Regions from separate parts of the Zea mays genome. Here region 2 is linked to region 1. A link is a contact called in public Hi-C data. All regions are on one chromosome and are shown on one strand. Each heading gives the region's core, a stretch centred on a gene start, on an enhancer-like site or on the middle of the called end of the contact. The rest is flanking DNA. Distances are from core to core; before and after follow the strand shown.

Region 1 (5,601 bases), core at 1,880-4,379:
GTCAAACCTGTTGTTCAAATAAACAAAAAAAAAAGAGTTGATCAGCTGAAGCAATTACAATGCCTTAAAACAAATCAAGCAAAACTGAGCACAAGTCTCACAGCAATGTAAGGTAAATAAATCTCATATAACCAAGACAAGCAAAAAAATCCAATACCTACAATAGAAGACCTATAAGGAAACAAAGATGAAAAGGAAAACTCTTGTAATTTAATTTTATACTGTAATTACAGCGCCAATTAACCCAAAGCAGCATTAACAGCAATGAATGTTTGTAGAAAGGTATGTTAGAGCAAACCTTTCCCGTTTCCCAAAAGAAATTTTATTACCTAAGGTAGCAATGGCCATTTCGCTCCTTAGCCAGACCAAAATCGATAAACATAGCCTATGTGATGAAGCTTGTAAGCATATACACATCGAATTAAAAAAATGTGTCCAAAGACATGCATTTATGAAGGAGATTCTCAAAACCTTGGCATGACCAATATGAAGATATCCATTAGGTTCTGGTGGAAAACGGGTCATCACTTTTCCTCCAGTTGCCTTGAGATGTTTTTCCAAAATTTCCTTTGTGTTATGTGCTCTCCATATGTTCCCATCACTGAAAAATATTTCTGTATGAACCTAGATCATAAAAAGACATCAGAATCACTGAATAAAACTTATTATGATGGAGAAAATAAACAAATCAATGAGCTGATCAATGCGCCAGAGTGCCACAACTATGACGTGTATGTCAGAGAACAGTGGAGCATACCTTAAAGTTTTCCTCTGGTTGGGGAAATATAGTATACGGGTTCAATTCCTCCTCAGATGGTGGGGCAGTAGTGGCAACTGCAACTTTTTTCTCCTGCATTTTAAATAAACCATATCTAAGTGGTCCAATAAATAAAAAGCACTATTTTAAAGTTTAAACTTGGTACACATGATTGCCAACCTCAACTTTTGCTGTTTTTTCCTTCTTCTTTTTCACTGGTTTTATACTGTCAGCTTCTGTCTTTGGACCTAGGATTTCTGCAAGCCTCTTGTCAATTTCCTCCTGTACAAGCAGGATATTCAGATGTTCAATACAACTAAAAAACAACTGAAACAAATCAAGTAGTCTGTATAGATAATTGCTGTGTACCTTTACTGCCTTAGCATCACCCCAGGGGTGTCTCTTCCTAACCTGTCCACATAGCATACCAACTGAAGAAAAGCCAAAAAGGACAGGATTAAGGATTAGGTCCAACTATCATTCCTCAGGAAATTACTGAACTATAGGATAAAAATTGCAAGCATGAAGATTTTGGTTCGTAAAAGTGTTTGCAATTTATCATTCAAGTTGAATCGGAAACCAAACCATTTATGTGATACCGCTGCTCCTTTATAGCTTCCATATTCTCCTCAAGAATGTCAGTAACAGTAGATTTAATTTCCTCAATAGAAACAACCACGCCTGCAGACACAGCATTGTGGTAGTTATAAGATGGCCAGGTGATATCAACTGAGGTTAAACTATTAACAATAGTGTCAGCTTCTTGTCCAAAAGTCAAACTTGCCTACGGAAGTCACTATTCTCTTAGAATCCAGTATTTCAGATGAAATGGGCACAACAGACTAAGAATAACCATTACATGAGAGCTTAGCAAATATGTTTCCTTGGCATCAGAAGAACAGACAAACCCAACAACAGATTCAGGAAATTGTAAGAGTTATGTATGGCATGGATTATAATTAGAAGAAGCATATTGATACAAGCCATCCAAAGGAAACATACCTACACCACATGCTTCTTCAAACTTGTCCACATCTAGAGAATCAGGACCAGTATTAGTAAGAAATGAGAGGGCAGCATCTAGCTGTGCAGGGCTCTTTATCTGAAAAGAGAAATTTTCATGTTCACATCATCAAGGCAATGAGTGGTGATTGGTGAAAGATGGAAAACACTTTGTCGGCACCTGCAAAATCAATTAGAAGTCAGAAATGAAGAGGGGTAAAGGATCTACCTTTGTTGACAAGACATAGCTAATAAGGACAGGGCGATGAACAAGTGCATTAGTTGGGTACTTGGTGGCAACCTGTTTCACCATAAGTTGAGTTATTTACACATGAAAAACCCTCAACTTATACCTTTATCATGAAGTCATGATTCATTGGTCTAGGTGCTTACTGCATATAGAAGATTACCAATTGACTTGTCACATTCCTTTATACCAGCCTGCCAACAGGTCAACAAGACCAGTGGTTAATTAAAGGGGAGAAGACAGCACATTTTAAAGAGAGTGACAGTGTAACAAAATGTTAGAATAATAATTAGATAACAGCGAGGTTTAAGCTAGGATAAGTCAGTGGAGAAAGGGTCAGTAACAAGTAGACATACGATGTCTGAATTCCTAGCATGTAACATTTGTCCAAACAGCAAGGTGATCATATAAACGGCAGCACGGACAAAATGTTGCTGCAATAGAACGTGTGTGGGTAGCAGACTTGCAGAACGAGGAACCAAATTATACGCTACAGTTTAACAGCGATCGGAGCTGGGAGCTGGGAGGAACTAAATTGGGCAGCACGGATTCTAGCATCATATAACATATGCAAGGCGCGTCGAACACTTGTGCAGCTAGTCTGCATCCAGAATCACAACGCCAAATCCCACACCAGGTGGAACAAGTTAGCACAACCAAAACCAGACCCGCCAACAATAAGAACACAGCACCCGCCGAAAAAACTAGTGCGGCGAGCGCGAGCGGACGACGGGGGGTCACCTCAGCTATGACGGCGGCGAGGTTGGCGGTGACCTTGGCGTTGACGAGCGCGTTCTCGGCGGTGCGCTGGTCGAGCCCGAGCGCCAAAAGCGCCTCCAGCGGCAGCGCCGGCCCCGCCTTGTCCCCGTCTCCCCCTGTGCCCATCCCCTCGTCCGGCCGCAGCAGCAGCAGCCGCACGCTCCCTAGTCCCTAGGGTTTTTTTAGGACTCCGGCGAGAGGAAAGGCGCAGAGCCCACTGCAGCGGCGCGAGGAGCTCGTGAGTCGTGCCGCGATTGGGATTAGAAGGGTGTGATGTGGTTTTGGACTTTGGATTAAACCCAAGTGAAGAGCACCAGCAGTGTTAGGGTACGTAAAACATAGATACTGTTCTCCAAACACTACATACATGTAAGAAATCCCTCCATACAACCTGATGTATCGAAGTAAGATACGACTCATTTAGGTCTTGTTCGGTTATTCCAATTTCATGTAGATTGGTGTGTATTGAAATGGATTATAATGAAATTTGACTTATTATGTATTTAAACTAGCTCAGTACTATTCAATCCACATGGATTAATGATAATCTCTACTACTACTTAAGACATTAGTGTAGGCGTCCATATTTTTTTGGTGCACGGTTCTGTCGTCGCCCGCTCTCCTCTCTGCAGCGCGTCCGCGGCCCTCCGCTTTCGCCCTCCCCCTCCCCGCAAATCTCGCCTCCTCACCCAACGCCATCAGCGCTGCCCTCCGCTCCATCCCTGCAGCGCAGACCTCCGCCACCGTCACCGCCCTTCCTCACCGCGCAATCACCGCCCTTCCCCACGCGCCTCGGTCGCCATCCGCGGCATCACCTTCCTTCCCCATGCGTCGAGGCCGTCATCCGCGCCATCACCTTCCTTCCCCACACGCGCGCCCCCTCCTCCGTGCGTGCCCCGCCCCCGTCCTTCGCTCACCCGATGCCCTGCCACCTCCGCCGCGATAGCCTCCCCCACGAAATGCCCCCGTGATGTTCGCCCCGCTGCGAACCCCTCCCCCTAGATGGAATAAGCAGAGGTCCAATGCGGATCCGCGGCCCCCGACCCTCCACCTTGGTGTGACAGTCGCGGCTCCGTGGAGGCAACTTGCTCCCTCGCTCCCACCTCCCACGCCGCCACTGTTGTCGCCTTCAGCACGCTGCCCAGCCCACGCCCCCCCCCCCCCCCCCGCCTCCAAATGTGGATCTGCCACCCCGGCCCTCCACCTTGGTGTGCCTTCAGCACGCCACCACTGCTGTTTGATTCCTTCTCCTTTTTGTTTAGGACGTCGCCAAATTCCATCCATCTCTCAGCGCCGTGGTCTCCCGATGTGGATGGGGGAAGGTAATTTGTTTTTTTCTTCGTTAAGAATTGCTAGACTCTAGCCTCCTGCCTCTTGGAAAATCTAAAAACGATGTATTTAATTATGCATTTTCGTTTGCTTTGCTAAACTCTGCACCTCTACGAGCTTTTCCATGGTAGGATAGCTTGTGAGAGCTACTCGATGAGCTGACCTGAACCGTTATGACTGCTGGAATGAAGCTGTGCTGCTGGTTTCCCTCCTTTGATTTAGTTTTTCATCTCCATAATTGTTCTTTTTGTAAAAAAATGGTTCTCCCCAAAAACATCCTGCTATGGCATACTACATGCCTGTGAATGCAGCAAATGCATCTAATGGATTTTTTTGCAGTTGTTTTCACGTTTGCATTGGTGTCGTTGGCAATATTTGTCTTTTAGCCTATAAATACTAGAAAACAACCTGTGAATGCAGCAAATGCTCGTTCTGATGGGATATGCATACACAAACATCATTGCTTTCATTGGCCAAGGAGGCTACGAGCATTGCTTTATGTTTGTGACGCTAAAGGATCTCTATCCATCATTGTTTCCATATTATCATTGTATTATTGCCTTCAATATTATTCTCTATCAACTACAGTTACCGTGGAGGAGTTGATAGTGAAGGTTGTCCAGTTATTTGTCGTTGTCAGTGCTCACTTTTCTTCTTCGCTGCTTAATTCTTGAGTTATTTGGTCTATATGTAGCAAATGTGTTTGAATCTTAACTGTCAGTGGACATAATTAGAAATTTTCAATAAGAAGAGTATCGATTTTAGTTGATTCCTATATGTAATCGTGTAGATACCCTTAATAACCATGCAGTTCCTGAGCCTGCTCAGTCATCCCTGTTCTCTCTTGACACACGTGAATATCCTAATATTATTGTTGTTCTTGTTCTGTCCTGGCAAAAATACTTGATGCATTTGTCTATGGTATTTTCTTTTTATAAAGTGAATCATCTTGACAATGAAATAGTGCATTTATCAGTTTTGTAATGGGACATCACTCCTCAAGTATTCAGAAGGTAAACTAGATGTATTTCTCATACATCAATTGGGCAAGTTTGAGAGATAGCTGCCCCAATTTGTCCAGAAATTTATTTACATGTACCTCCATAAGTAAAATATTTATTTAGCCCTCTGTCTTTGTTTTTTCCATATTCTAAGTTTATACCTGATAACACATTTGCATATACTTGATGCATTTGTCTATGGTATTTTCTTTTTATAAAGTGAATCATCTCGACAATGAAATAGTGCATTTATCAGTTTTGTAATGGGACATCACTCCTCAAGTATCCAGAAGGTAAACTAGATGTATTCTGATACATCAATTAGGCAAGTTTGAGAGATAGCTGCCCCAATTTGTCCAGAAATTTATTTACCTGTACCTCCACAAGTAAAATATTTATTTAGCCCTCTGTCTTTGTTTTTTCCATATTCTAAGTTTATACCCGATGTATAAATCTACAGATACTTTCTTACCTTTGTTTAGTTACGATAAACTTTATTCATCAAT
Region 2 (5,620 bases), core at 1,111-3,610, 210 kb before region 1:
CAAGAGGTCCTCCCCAAGTACAGATCAAAACAATAGGACCAGCCAGAAAGAGAAAAAAGAAAACAGATCAGACCCCCTAGCACCTAGCTGGCTAAGTTCGAAGCCCAGTCAGGACTCCATCACAAGACCAAAAGAGTTGTGCTGGTGCATGTGTTGGACCTTCAGCACCATCACACCCTTGGCCCAATGTCAAGCCACATACCACACCATGATTATGCCACATACCACATACCACACCATTTATAATCATAGAAGTAGCTGCATGCACGTGTGGTACAGACACAGCCCATCCTAATTCCCGTGACGCTATGGATGGAGACCGGACAGAGAATAATATATTATATTGCTTTTAGAAGGTGCTTTTCCGGACGGAGCGCTTGGCTGAGAGATGAACAGAGAAAAGGGCAGAGACGCTTGCGCCGTCGGATCTTGATCTTGGGGTGGAGAAAAAAATGTAGACGTGGACAGGCGGGAAGCCCAGTTTTGCTCCCCGCTCTATATATATAAAATTAGCATCGACTCTGGAGTGGGGGTTGGCATATTTATATAACTCTATATAAGAATTAAAAGGAACACTGGAAGGAACCTACTGCAACTTCATACTCCCTATGTCCCTCTAAGAATGCACATAATGCTTTCTGAGGAATCAATTAATTTTAAGTTTGACAAGATTTAAAGAAAATATTTTCAACGTTTGTATCTCCAAATGGGTTTATTATGAAAAATATATTGCATGGTTAATCTAATAATAGTTACTCGATATCATAAATATCAGTACCTTTTTGCATATATTTAGTCAAACTTGAGATTGGTTGACTCCTCGAAAAGTGGGATGTGTCCTATTTTTGGGACGGAGAGAGTACATTGATGACAGCTAGGAAGACTAATCTATTGGCTAGAAATTAACAATATGATTGAGTTCACTGCCCTTTTCCATATTGGCACCTCTGTGCCCTGCATCAAATATGATGGAAGCCACAGAAGTTGATCGAACTGTAACACACACACAAAGTGCAAGTATGAAGTGAAAACATATATGGTGGTGTGATTTTGTCAGTAGCAGGTGATGCGAGGTGAGTACGATGGTGGGAGCAATCCAATGGTGGAATTCGAGTCGAGAGTGTTGCATTTCACTCAAGCCATGCATAGTGGTGGACCAAGACACGGGGCAGAAAAAAACCTAGCCAACCATGGAGCAGGCATTGGCCAGTAAGGTGATTGAGGCATGATGCAGCTTAAGCATGGCAACAGAGAATGCTGGGGAATGCTGAGGTACAAAAAAGTTAAGTAAATCAATTGTTTGGGAGGGGGTGGCAGCGTGGCAGCAGGATGGATTCAGGGGTTGTTTGGTTTGGTGCCTAAGACGCCACAATGTGCCAAACTTTTCTGCCTAACCTTAGTTCTTCAATTCGAGCGCCTAAGGTTAGGCAGATTGTGGCGCCTTAGGTAGGAAACCAAACATGCCCTCAAACTTTTAGGTATTCTATGCTTCTACTAGATAGAGTTAGCAAAAGTTGTGCTTGTGCGATTTGTGAACAAAATTTTGCCCATGGCCTTGTGCAGTTTGTGAACAGCCTTGAATTCTGTTAATTCTTCAATCAAAAGAAATAAACAAAATAGATGGAACTAAGGTCCATTCCACACTGAGTGGAATTTCGAAGATGTTTCCATTTTTATTGGATGTAATCCTGACTATATTACACAATATAACACTCAGGGCAACACAGCAGACAACGATTAAGGCAATTAAACCCTTTCTGATGCTCTAAGCACCAAATTAAGCTCCCATGTTACTTCCAAAGTGTATCTAGAGATGACAGAGATTGAAATAAACGAGGCAAGAAAAAGAAAAGGTCGCATACCCTCCACTCCACAATTGCGTCGAGGAAGAAGGACGATCCGCTGGATGGCTCCGCCTTCAGTGTGTGGAGGCTGCGGTACACATCGATGTCGATCTCCTCCACCCGCTGCGAGAAGCTCTTAAACTGCGGAAAGAAACACATAGCTCATTAGCATCCATAAAACTCTTCCGCGAGCTGGATTCTGTGTTAGCGGAACAGCCAGCAGTCGGAGAAGAGGCGTACCGAGAAACGCTTGCGGCTGGACGAGGACGTGTTGAGGCACTTCACCGCCGCATAAGACGGGGTCGCCATGGCCGCCGGCGAGGTGGGATGGCGGCGCTAAAAGGAGGCGATGGCTACGAGGGGGCCGGGCGGAACCGGAACAACATCCGGGTCCGGAGGCTCGCGGGTTTAAGCGAGGAGCAGAGTTTTGCTTGTGGCCTAGGGTTTCGAGGGAGGCCGTGACCCAAAATTTTACAGTTTAGCCCTTTTTCGAAGAAATTTTACATCTAGCCTCCTGAAAGAATTATTTCTCAGTTTTGGATCATCTGCTCGGCGTCATGGCCTTGATGCCGAACACACCGACGCCACAATCCATGATGCCGAAATACTGGCCCCACTGACGTGGCACCTAGCTCGGCACCATAGATCTTGACGCCGAACTAGGCTTTAGACGTCGGCGTGGTTCCTCTATCCCCATTCACTCAATCACTATGTCGCCTGAACTGTGGCATTAATTTGTATACAAGCCTACAATGGATTTTTTATGAGGCTGTTTAAGCTTCATATAAACCTTGTTGTATTAGTTGACCTGTAATTTCTGCAACTCAAAAGCTAGTAGAAATGTGGAATCAGTTCACACTGCAGAAATCACAAGCCCCATTGTGGACACTGCCACAAGAATCTAATAATTTGCAGCACTTCATTGAGGAAGAGCTAAATTATCGAGAACAATATGGAAGAAGCACAAATGCACAATCGTAGCTTGTCACATCGTGCTAAGGGCTAACTTTTTTAGGTAAAAAAAACTTGTGCCTAATTGAACTGCCTAACTGCTTTCACACATCATGTATCACAAACACACGATTTTGCCTTAAGGGCCAATCCAAGTATCTAACAATACCAAAATAACATGAACCTAATATTAAGTAGCAAAAAGGAGGGACATGATTCTCTCAAAGGTAAACTACACAATAAATGGATAAACTAAGCACGGACCAGCGCTCCCTGTGAACCCGGATCTCCAAAGACAGCCTCTGTTCAACATTTACATCTTTCTGATTAGCTTTATAGGAACACTATTGGTCGATGGGGGCGCTGAGTGGCACCACAGAGGGCTTCAGTGCCCGCAGGGCAGAGACGACGACCCTAGCCCTAGACGAGGCGACGAGTAGGAGGGAGCTCGGCTGGGCGAGGCCAGAGGGCTGCGAGGGGCGGATGGAGCTAGCGAGGAGGCGGGCGGCGGGGACACGACCTCTGTCGATTCGACCACCACCTCGATGCTCGGGAGGCGGGTGTGGTGGGTGGGGGCAGGATGGCGTCTCGGGGCTCGAGGGCGGGGGGAGGGGCGTCGGGGGCGATGCTGCTGTGGGCTTGGGCTTGAGCGGGGGCGAGGAAGGAGACCGCACATGCGTGGAAGATGCCACAGTTCATGATGCCGTGGAGCGCGCTTGTCCGGGCGCAGCAGTCGGCGATGGAGAGAGGCCTTGACCGGGGAGGTCGAGAGCCACGGTGTGGATGTCGCGGGAGGAGAGCGATGAGAGGACGCAGCCGAAGGACAAGGACCCTGTGGCGAGGCTCGGGATGATGAGGATGCGGTGCGCGGGGAGCCAGCGCCGTTGCCGGCAGGGCGAGAGGTCATGACGAACAGGCCGGGGAGGGATCGAGCTTGAGGACGCACCCTGCGGCGAGGTGTGCACAGAGGAGGCGAGAGAAGCACTGGAGATGAGGGAGGCAGGATGTGGGTGATAAGGAGCGTGTGGAGGGGTGGCGGCGAGGTTTCGGGGGAGGTGTGGCGGCGCGGGCGAGGACGAAGGAGCACATGCGGGCGAAGATGAATCACGGGGGAGGACGACGGAAGGACGGCGGGCGAGGACGAAGGAGCACATGCGGGCATCGGGCGAAGATGGATCACGGGGGCGGGGGCACGCGAATCACGGGAGCGGAGGCACGGTGAAGTAGGTGGATGCCTAGTTTGCTCTCTTATAGAGTAGTAAAGATTAAGCCTGGATAATGGTAAATCTGCAAGATACATGTTGTTTAACGCCTGAATACAATAATGTCTTTGGTAACATGTTTTATCTAAAAATATGGATGTAATGCTCTTTTGCAATTTTACTGATTTTATTTTGTCACTCAATTGTAGATGACTCAGTCGTTGAGCAAGCTCGGTGAGAGTGAAAAAGCACAGGGCGTAGTGCACTACTACTGTGGTTGTGTTGTCAGCGGGAGACGGGCTGCCCGCTCTGCAAACACACGGGATAAAACGATCTTTGTCTAGCAAATAAAGGCATGTCATGACAGATTGATGTCAGTGTATTTGTGACCATGTGTTATGAGATTTTGCAAGAACAAACCATAGAGACGAGTTGAAAACACTAAATCAAGAGCCACAAGAAGGGGGAGGATGAGGGTACCTGTTGGTGAAGAGTAGCCCGATGCACAAGCTGCCCATGCAAAGGAGGAAGATCCATTTCTAGGAGATGGGGCCTGACCCTGGTAGCACCAAATCATCTCCTCGTCCTCCTCCCACTCCCAATCTAAGATGCCCTGGTTGAATACTCGTGCGTTGCAACAAAAAAATAGTGCAACAATACCATATGTATGACCATGTGTTGTATTGTTAATCAAAATGTTAGTGCACAACATGCCATGCCTAAAGCGTATAGGAAGAATAGAAGCACGAAGGAAAAATTACATGATTACCAACACGAGTCACCTCAGATTGGGACATGAAACAGGAGTAAGAGAAGTAACAATGCCAAACCATAATTTCCAACATCCAATTCTTGATCAATGTCGTTGTTGCAAGATCCTCCTTGTTGGGAGATCATATGGCTGCTGCACCTTAGAAACCAAATTATTAAATCCAACTAATCTGGCCTAGATTTGAAAACCCAAACTCCAACTAAAATGGAACAAAAAACATTCTTATTTTGACCAGACCTTGTTCTAGCCGAGAACAGACAAAAGGGAATAACTTTTGAAGCAACATAGATTCGATTTTACCTGTGGATTCCGACATATCGTGCATTGGCAGGGTGTTACCCATATTTACAGCAGTGAACTCCGAGTTAGCTGCGAGTCCTAATAAACTCTAGCCGGATCAGGCAGCACAATCGATGGGAGGGCATGGGGTTGGAAACTTGCTTGCCCATCCAACAGATATTCACACTAAGTTCACGACGTCAGTTGCAAGAGTCACCTTCAAAACCTCACTCTGCAGTAGACAATAGTCAATGAGAAACCTTTTTGTTCACAGATTAAAGAAGATTAGGTGCAGGCTGTCAATTGAAATAATACAGCCATAAAGATCAATGTGAACATAAGCATTTAAGATGGGACTAATGCTGACCTTAAGCCCAAATTCTTCAGTGTGGCTTAGTACTCCATAAGAGTGCCAAAAAGGAATCCAAACAAAGGCTTGATGACAAACTGTCTCATATAGCCATCAATAATAGCATCTGGCCCTTTTATTGCTTCAATAAAATCCTCGACGTTTGAGTTTACACAAACATGAAACATCAAGAACTCCAAAGCTTGTGCATAATACCTAGAGT

What was found. A called contact is a pair of places that touch in the nucleus more often than the background predicts.
Region 2: a Hi-C map of leaf shows a contact between it and region 1, with 4 times the contacts expected there. The contact joins the promoter of LOC103649658 here to the promoter of LOC100280365 in region 1. A contact is called at or near these places in 3 of 25 Hi-C or Micro-C datasets (ear and leaf).

What each region holds. Positions count from the first base shown.
Region 1 is chr3:8,553,899-8,559,499 of Zm-B73-REFERENCE-NAM-5.0, reverse strand. It overlaps LOC100280365 (Glutamine--tRNA ligase cytoplasmic), which reads right to left and starts at 3,129. Exons shown (of 22, transcript NM_001367124.1): 1 at 2,748-3,129; 2 at 2,153-2,200; 3 at 1,989-2,060; 4 at 1,760-1,859; 5 at 1,343-1,438; 6 at 1,127-1,188; 7 at 938-1,039; 8 at 758-850; 9 at 472-624; 10 at 330-385; 11 at 1-7. The coding sequence starts at 2,891. It also overlaps the pseudogene LOC100272281.
Region 2 is chr3:8,762,616-8,768,235 of Zm-B73-REFERENCE-NAM-5.0, reverse strand. It overlaps LOC103649658 (small subunit processome component 20 homolog), which reads right to left and starts at 2,360. Exons shown (of 31, transcript XM_035966143.1): 1 at 2,085-2,360; 2 at 1,863-1,985. The coding sequence starts at 2,153.